Linked DNA regions of Sus scrofa: region 2 is linked to region 1. A link is a contact called in public HiChIP or PLAC-seq data. All regions are on one chromosome and are shown on one strand. The core of a region is the stretch at or near the end of the contact, and the rest is flanking DNA. Distances in the headings are between cores, read along the strand shown. Region 1 holds the start of LGALS9 (galectin 9). Region 2 holds the start of LYRM9 (LYR motif-containing protein 9).

The links. HiChIP or PLAC-seq counts read pairs in DNA pulled down with a chosen protein or histone mark.
Region 2: a contact with region 1 is called in an H3K27ac HiChIP or PLAC-seq map of alveolar macrophages. The contact joins the promoter of LYRM9 here to the promoter of LGALS9 in region 1. A contact is called at or near these places in 5 of 47 Hi-C or Micro-C datasets (embryonic fibroblasts, heart right ventricle, mesenteric adipose tissue and 2 more) and 1 of 2 datasets of contacts at active chromatin or transcription factors (alveolar macrophages).

Annotation. Positions count from the first base shown.
Region 1 is chr12:44,153,671-44,157,075 of Sscrofa11.1, reverse strand. It overlaps LGALS9 (galectin 9), which reads right to left and starts at 1,886. Exons shown (of 11, transcript NM_213932.2): 1 at 1,767-1,886. The coding sequence starts at 1,805.
Region 2 is chr12:44,288,017-44,291,421 of Sscrofa11.1, reverse strand. LYRM9 (LYR motif-containing protein 9) reads left to right here and starts at 1,735. Exons shown (of 4, transcript XM_003358165.4): 1 at 1,735-1,833.

The sequences.
Region 1 (3,405 bases), core at 637-3,136:
TCAGGATCAACCCTGTCCTGACTGTGGCTCCAGCTGCCCTCTCCGGGGCTGAGCCGATGAGGCTGGCGAGGCATGGGCGGGGAATGGGGGAGGCACCGGGGGCAGGTCCTCGTGGTGTCTGCTCCTCAGCAGAATGGCTGCTCGTGACCTTCCTGCCACACTTTGGAGGAAGCACGGTTCCGGGTACTGGAGGTCAAGAGGTGACCCTGGAGAGGGCGGCCATGTGGGGTGGATGGGTCCCCCATCTAATGGAGAAGGAGCCTGAGGTGACATGTTCTGACCTCGAGACCACGGTGGAGGCACCAACAGGCCCAGCTGGGGCCCCTGCAGAGGTGGGCTTGAGTGTGGCGCCCCAGCAGCACGGGCCCTCCAGCACCTGCTGTCCCCACCCTCACCTGGGAAGGGCTCCGTCAGCCCAGGCTCTGCAGGGCCTCTGGGGAAGCCCTTGCTGGGAGCTGGGAGAGGATCCTACAGCAGGATGGGGGGCAGGGACCAGGATACGGAAACCTGGGCGGGGGGCTGCGTGCCGCCGCCTCCCCAGTGCTCTCCGTGGGCCCCTCCCTCTTCTGGGGGGCAGGGTGGGAATCAAGGCACCTCCCTTCTTGGCCATGTCTTCTGGGGACACTTGGCAAGTGGCCTCAGCCTCCCTGAGTCTCAGTTCGGTATATGGCGTGGGGATGATAAAGTTCTCAGGGTTCAAACGCGTCTTCCCTGACGGGGCCTCCACACAGGCGGTGAAAAGGCGCAGAGGCGGCCCTTTGCACCCCACACACCAGGGACAGCCCGGCTCCCCGCTTACTCCTGAGATGGTCCCTCTGGAGACACCCTTGACCTGCTCCTGCCTAGTGGACTCACTCCTTGGGGAGCAGACACCTCCCCCAGGAGGCCCTCCCTGCTGCCCCCAGGCTCCTAAGGATGCTACAGGCTTCTAGCATCCACAGGGGGCCTGACGGGGTTCAAGCTCTCTCTAAGCACTCCCCACTTAAACCTTACCCCAGCCTGGGCGATGGCTCAAGGAGCATCCCCCCCCGCCCCCCGAGGAAACAGGCCTAGAGAGGTAAGGTAACTTCTTTGAGGTGACTCAGCTAATTAATGGCTGAGCCCAGGGAGTAAGTGCCCCCAGCTGCCATGCTGGGTTGTTGTCCTCCCCAGAAGCTCCGTTTACCTCTTCTTTCATACAAACACACCATCACTCTTTGTTGTTGGTGGTGGTTTTTTAGGGCTGCCCCTGTGGCATATGGAAGTTCCCAGGCTAGGGGCCCAATCCGAGCTGCAGCTGCCAGCCTACACCACAGCCACAGCAACGCCAGATCTGGACCTACCCGCAGCTTGCAGCAACGCTGAAGCCTTAACCAACTGAGCGAGGCCATGGATCCAACCCGCATCCTCATGAAAACCAGTTGGGTTCTTAACCCCCTGAGCCGCAGTGGGAACTCCACACATCATTGCTCTTGTAGTGACTACTTATGCCCTTCTCCCCACCACCCAAAGCACAAAGAACGGCGCAGGTGTTCTACGGAGGGGGCTCAGGAACCGCTGGGATTCACACATCCTCATGATGCTGGCTCGCCCCCTCCAGCCCTGACAGGTGCTGGGGAGACAGGCGTGGGGCAGATGTTGTGTCAGGGTCGCCCCATCTGGCACTTCTGCCCTTCTTGTGCCCTTTGCGATGCCTCTTCCACCCTCCACCGCCTGCAAGAGCTCTTTCCTCAGAGACCCAGCGCTGACCTCCCCCCACTGAGGCCCCCTGCAGCCCCGGAACTCACCGGGTTCATGTAGGGAGCCTGGGCGCCGCTGAAGGCCATCGCTCCACCGCCTCTGTGACCACTGCCTGCCGCTCTGCACGCCCCGGCCTCTGCACCGGGGAGGAGTTAACAGAGAAATAGAAAGCAAAGCCACTTGGCAGTCAGTCAATGGGGAGGAGCCAGGAGCAGGAGGAAGTGGGTTTAGGGAGAAAGGTAGGGTGCTTAGGATGAGGGCGGAGGGTGGCTCTGGGGAGGGACGTGGGTGCTCCTCCCCCAGTGCCCTTTCTCTCCACTGACCTGTGGCTCCCCCCGGAGACCAGATAGTTCCTAGAGGTTCAGGTAGGGCGCCTACAGAGATCCCAGCACACGGACACCGCAGCAAGCTCCTAGGCCCCACCGTCCAAGAGGGTTCTCCTGAGCTTGGCCAGAAGTGACTAGAAAACAGCAGGGCCACTTGGCAGGGCCCATAGGGCCGGGCTCTGCCTGTGTGTGGAGTGGTGGTAGTGCTGTGAAGGCCTGGTGGTACCCATTTTCTGCACAGGGAAACTCAGGCTCAGAGAGTTGAAGGGTCATGCCTGAGGTCACACACACACATAGAGCTCACTAGTGGCAGCCCAAGCCATATGAGGCTACTTAGGGTCTGAAAAAGGTTTAAAAGTCATCCCCTTTAAAATTCTGTTCCTCAGAATTCCCGCTGTGGCTCAGAGGTAAAGAACCCTACTTAGGAGTTCCCGTCGTGGCGCAGTGGTTAACGAATCCGACTAGGAACCATGAGGTTGTGGGTTCGATCCCTGCCCTTGCTCAGTGGGTTAACGATCCGGCGTTGCCGTGAGCTGTGGTGTAGGTTGCAGACGTGGCTCGGATCCTGCGTTGCTGTGGCTCTGGCGTAGGCTGGTGGCTACAGCTCCGATTGGACCCCTAGCCTGGGAACCTCCATATGCAGCGGGAGCGGCCCAAGAAATAGCAACAACAACAACAAAAGACAATAAAGACAAAAGACAAAAAAAAAAGAACCCTACTTAATATCTGTGAGGACGTGGGTTCGATCCCTGGCCTTGCCAAGTGGGTTAAGTATCTGGGATTGCCATGACCTGCGGTGTAGGTCATGGGTATGGCTCGGATTCCATGTTGTGTGGCTGTGGCGTAGGAAGGCAGCTGCAACTCTGATTCAGCCCCTAGCCTGGGAACTTCCATATGCCACAGGTGTGCCCCTGGGGGAAAAAAATGCTGTTCCTCATGTAAAAAAATAATTACATTGGAGTTCCCTGGTAGCTCAGCAGGTTGAGACTCCAGCACTGTCACTGCTGTGGCACAGGTTCAATCTGTGGCCCAGGAGCTCGCACATGCTGCAGGCATGGCCTAAAAAAAATCATGTAGAAAGAAATGTTTTGCCAGTAAAAAAGCTCATGGTGGAGGTTATGCCGCCCTTGGGTGCAATATGTCCTGGAGCTTCTCTATGAATTCCTGCCTCTCTTCTCTCCTTCCTCTCCTCTCTTCTCTCCCGTGTTTCTGGGCTTTAGAATGGGGAGCAGGGAAGTCTCGGACATCCTAGAACTTTCCAAGTGATGTGGAGGCAGGAGCAACATAGTAAATAAACTGTCTTTCATTGGCTTCAGCACCTTGTGAAGGGTGATTGACTGAAACAGAGACTCAGGATAGG
Region 2 (3,405 bases), core at 486-2,985, 130 kb before region 1:
AAGGGAGATAGGGCCAAAGAACAGACTGTAATAATTTCTTCAAAATATGAAGTGATCCTAAGGCTGAAAACAGGAATGGATGGTGATCCGGCAGGTTTTTCCTAATAAGGGCTCTATAACAGCTTCATTATTTATCCACTGGATCTAAGGTAATGATGCGCCCCTGTCCACGCGTGTGTCAACAAGAGGGCTGATTTATGAGGGTACAATAGTACCTTTCAGATTTATTTGGCCCAAGTCATATTGAAAATAAATTGAAGGGTTGCAGCTTTTGTTTGAATATTTCAGGGGAAGAACCCCCACCTGGTTTGGAGGAAGGCTGGTGTGTTAGGTGAAGAGGGCAAAGGAAGGAAGGGAGGGAGGAAGGGAAGAAGTGGGAAGAAAGAGAAAGAAAAGAAGGAAGAAAGAGAGAAAAGGAAGAGGCAGATGGAAAGAGAGGAAGGAGGGGAGTTCCCATCATGGCACAGAGGAAATGAATCTGACTGGGAACCATGAGGTTGAGGGTTCCATCCCTGGACTTGCTCAGTGGCTTAAGGATCTGGCCTTGCCGTGAGCTGTGGTGTAGGTTGCAGATGCAGCTCGGATCCCGAGTTGCTGTGGCTGTGGTGTAGGCTGGCAGCAGTAGCTCCGATTGGACCTCCATATGCTGGGAACCTCCATATGCTGTGGGTGCAGTCCTAAAAAAAAAAGCCAAAAAAAAAAAAAGAGAGAGAGAGGAAGGAGGGGGGGGAGGGTCAGAGGAAGGAAGGAAACTCTAAAGGATATTAGGAAAAAAAAAAAGAGAGAACCCTTAAGAAACTCCTTTTGTTAAGAAATATCCCCTCCTTCTCTTATCCTGAAGGGAGAAGAGTAGATTCCCAGGTTCCAACAGGAAGCAATGCATTCCTTAGAAAGAAGAGAAGAAGGAAAAAAGAAAACAAGGAAAAACAGAAAGTTCTTGTTAAACCAGCTACACATGGAGTCTGTGTAAGGAAATCAGCCTTTTCATTATAAACAGGTTAAAAAAGCCCTAGAGAAGAGAGAAGTGAACAGAAGCAGTATTATCCACTAACAACCTAACTCCCTTTTAGCATCAGCTGAGAGATCAGCAGCATCATTGAACAGGGGGTTTGTCTTAAGATAAAGACTCATCTTTATTTCTTTCACGATATAAAACTTGTATTTAAATCAATTCAGAGAAGCACTTTAGCTCTAAACATTAGAGAGCGGGGAGAGCCTATTTAATAAAACAGCATTATTCCATTTTCAAAGAATGATACTGGCAGTAGCTGTGAGTTTAAATTCTGTATTCTTTCCCTCAATTATAATTATACACGGGTCTGAAAGGAAGCATGCCTATTACTGTCATATTTATTCTTTTGACAGGTGTTATGGGGCTGTAATTTGACGAAATGACTCAAAATGCAGATTCCCATCCAAATATAATTCCTGTCATCAACACGAGTGGTTTAGAAGCCGTCCTCCTGCAAGGCTTTGCACAGATCTTCAACACCCCTCATATTTTAGCAGCAGTTCATATTCAGGAAAATGGGGAGAGCCTGCCTTCAGGGCTTATCTCTGGTAGCAAATGCCAAAAGGAAGAGTGGGTGTTCAAGGCAAAGAAGCTTGTTAGTGGGACAGTTTTTTGTTTTGCTTTTTTTTTCAACAGGGTGGGCTTGGATTGGGCATGGGGCATCCAGCACGGGTCCTTCATCAAGTATCTCGCGCGGCCGGTAGAGGGCGCTCAGCGCACAGTGGCCGGGGGTGGGCGGTGCTTCGGCTGTCCCGGGCGCAGGCGCACTCATAGCCGCCGCGTCCGCCGCGTCCCAGGCTGAGGTTTCCCGGTGGAGGCGGGTGAGCCGCGCGGCGCCGGCGGAGGGCGGGAGCGAGGGCGTCCGCGCGGGGGCTGGAGTCCCCTGGGCTGCGGGGAAAGGTTGGGGATGGGAGCTTCGGGCGTCCTCGGCCTGGTGCGGCCTGTGGAAGTCCTAGCGCCGCTCCCTTTGTCTCCCCGAGCGTCTCATTCCTGGGGAGGGCCGTGTTCTCCGGAGCGCGGCTCCTGGACGCGCCGCAGGCCTCGCGGGGGCGGCTCGGAGGAGCGAGGAGGCCCCAGGACGCGGCGGCGCGGGGTGGCGTGGGGCGTCGGGGCGCGGGGCGGGCGGGGGGGGTGGGGGAAGCACGGGAAGCCCAGGGACGTTCCCGTCCCGCAGGCGCCTCCGCGAGGGCTTCGCTTTGCCCGTTTTTCAAAGCAGACATGGGCCTCCATGGCCCGTGTGTCCGCAGCACCCGGTGAGCGCGCTTACCTGGAGTCACCTTCACGTTTTGATTTACCCTCTGCCCAGCAGATCAGGTCACTCCGTGGCTGAAACCCCTAAGACCTTAGGACTAACCTTTCTTTTGATTTGTTTTTACACAGCATACGATTCACCCGCTTAAAGTGCACAATTCACTGCCTTCCAGTGTAGTCACAGGATTCAGGCTGCACTCTCTGCCTTCACTACCCCTTTCACCTTCACCCAACCAAGGGCTACTCCTTCAGACCTCAGATTTTTTTTTTTTTTTATTGTCTTTTTAGGGCCGCACCCTTGGCATATAGAGGTTCCCAGGCTAGGGGTCTATTCAGAGCTGCAGCCGCTGGCCTACTGGCCTATGCCAGAGCCACAGCAAGGCCGGATCTGAGCCGCCTCTGCGACCTACACCACAGCTCACCGGTTGAGCGAGGCCAGGGATCAAACCCTCAACCTTATGATTCCTTTTGCGATTCGTTTCTGCTGCGCTAGGAGGGGAACTCCCAGACCTAGATTTGATGTCTCTTTTTCCAGAAACCTTCTCTGACCCTTGCATGGGTGAGGCCCTCTGGGACCTGAATTCCACTTGCAGTATTTAGTTATAATTGAATACTTAGTTTTTATTATCGTCTGTTAATGCGTTCTGTGGGGTCAGAAGTTGTCTCCTTTGTTTCTGTGACTTCAGCATCTAGCACCTTGTTGGCGTCAGTGACTGTTCAAAACACGCGTGTCTTTTGTGTCAGACACACTATTAGGGGTGCAGCCAGGAGCAAGGTAAATAAACTCCCTGTTGTTAGGGAGCTGACATTCCAGTGGGGGAAGGAATACAGAGATATATATATATATATATATATATATGTCGTGGTGAAAAATGCCATGAGGGAAAAGAGAAGGAACCCTAGGGTGGACAGAGAAGACTTAAGTGAGACTCAGATAAGGGGCTGGGGAGACGTGTGGGTGCCCGGAGAGTGGCTGAACATGTGAGGACCAGCTGGGAGGCCAGAGGGAGGGGGAGCATGAGAGGAAAAGGGTAAACTGGGAGCTTTCAGCTCCAGGATTCTCTAGACAAGCCCTGAGTGTGTGTAGAAAGAACTTGAGCTAGGAAGGGAGATGTCCCGCTGTGGCTCTTAATCTAGTTCAG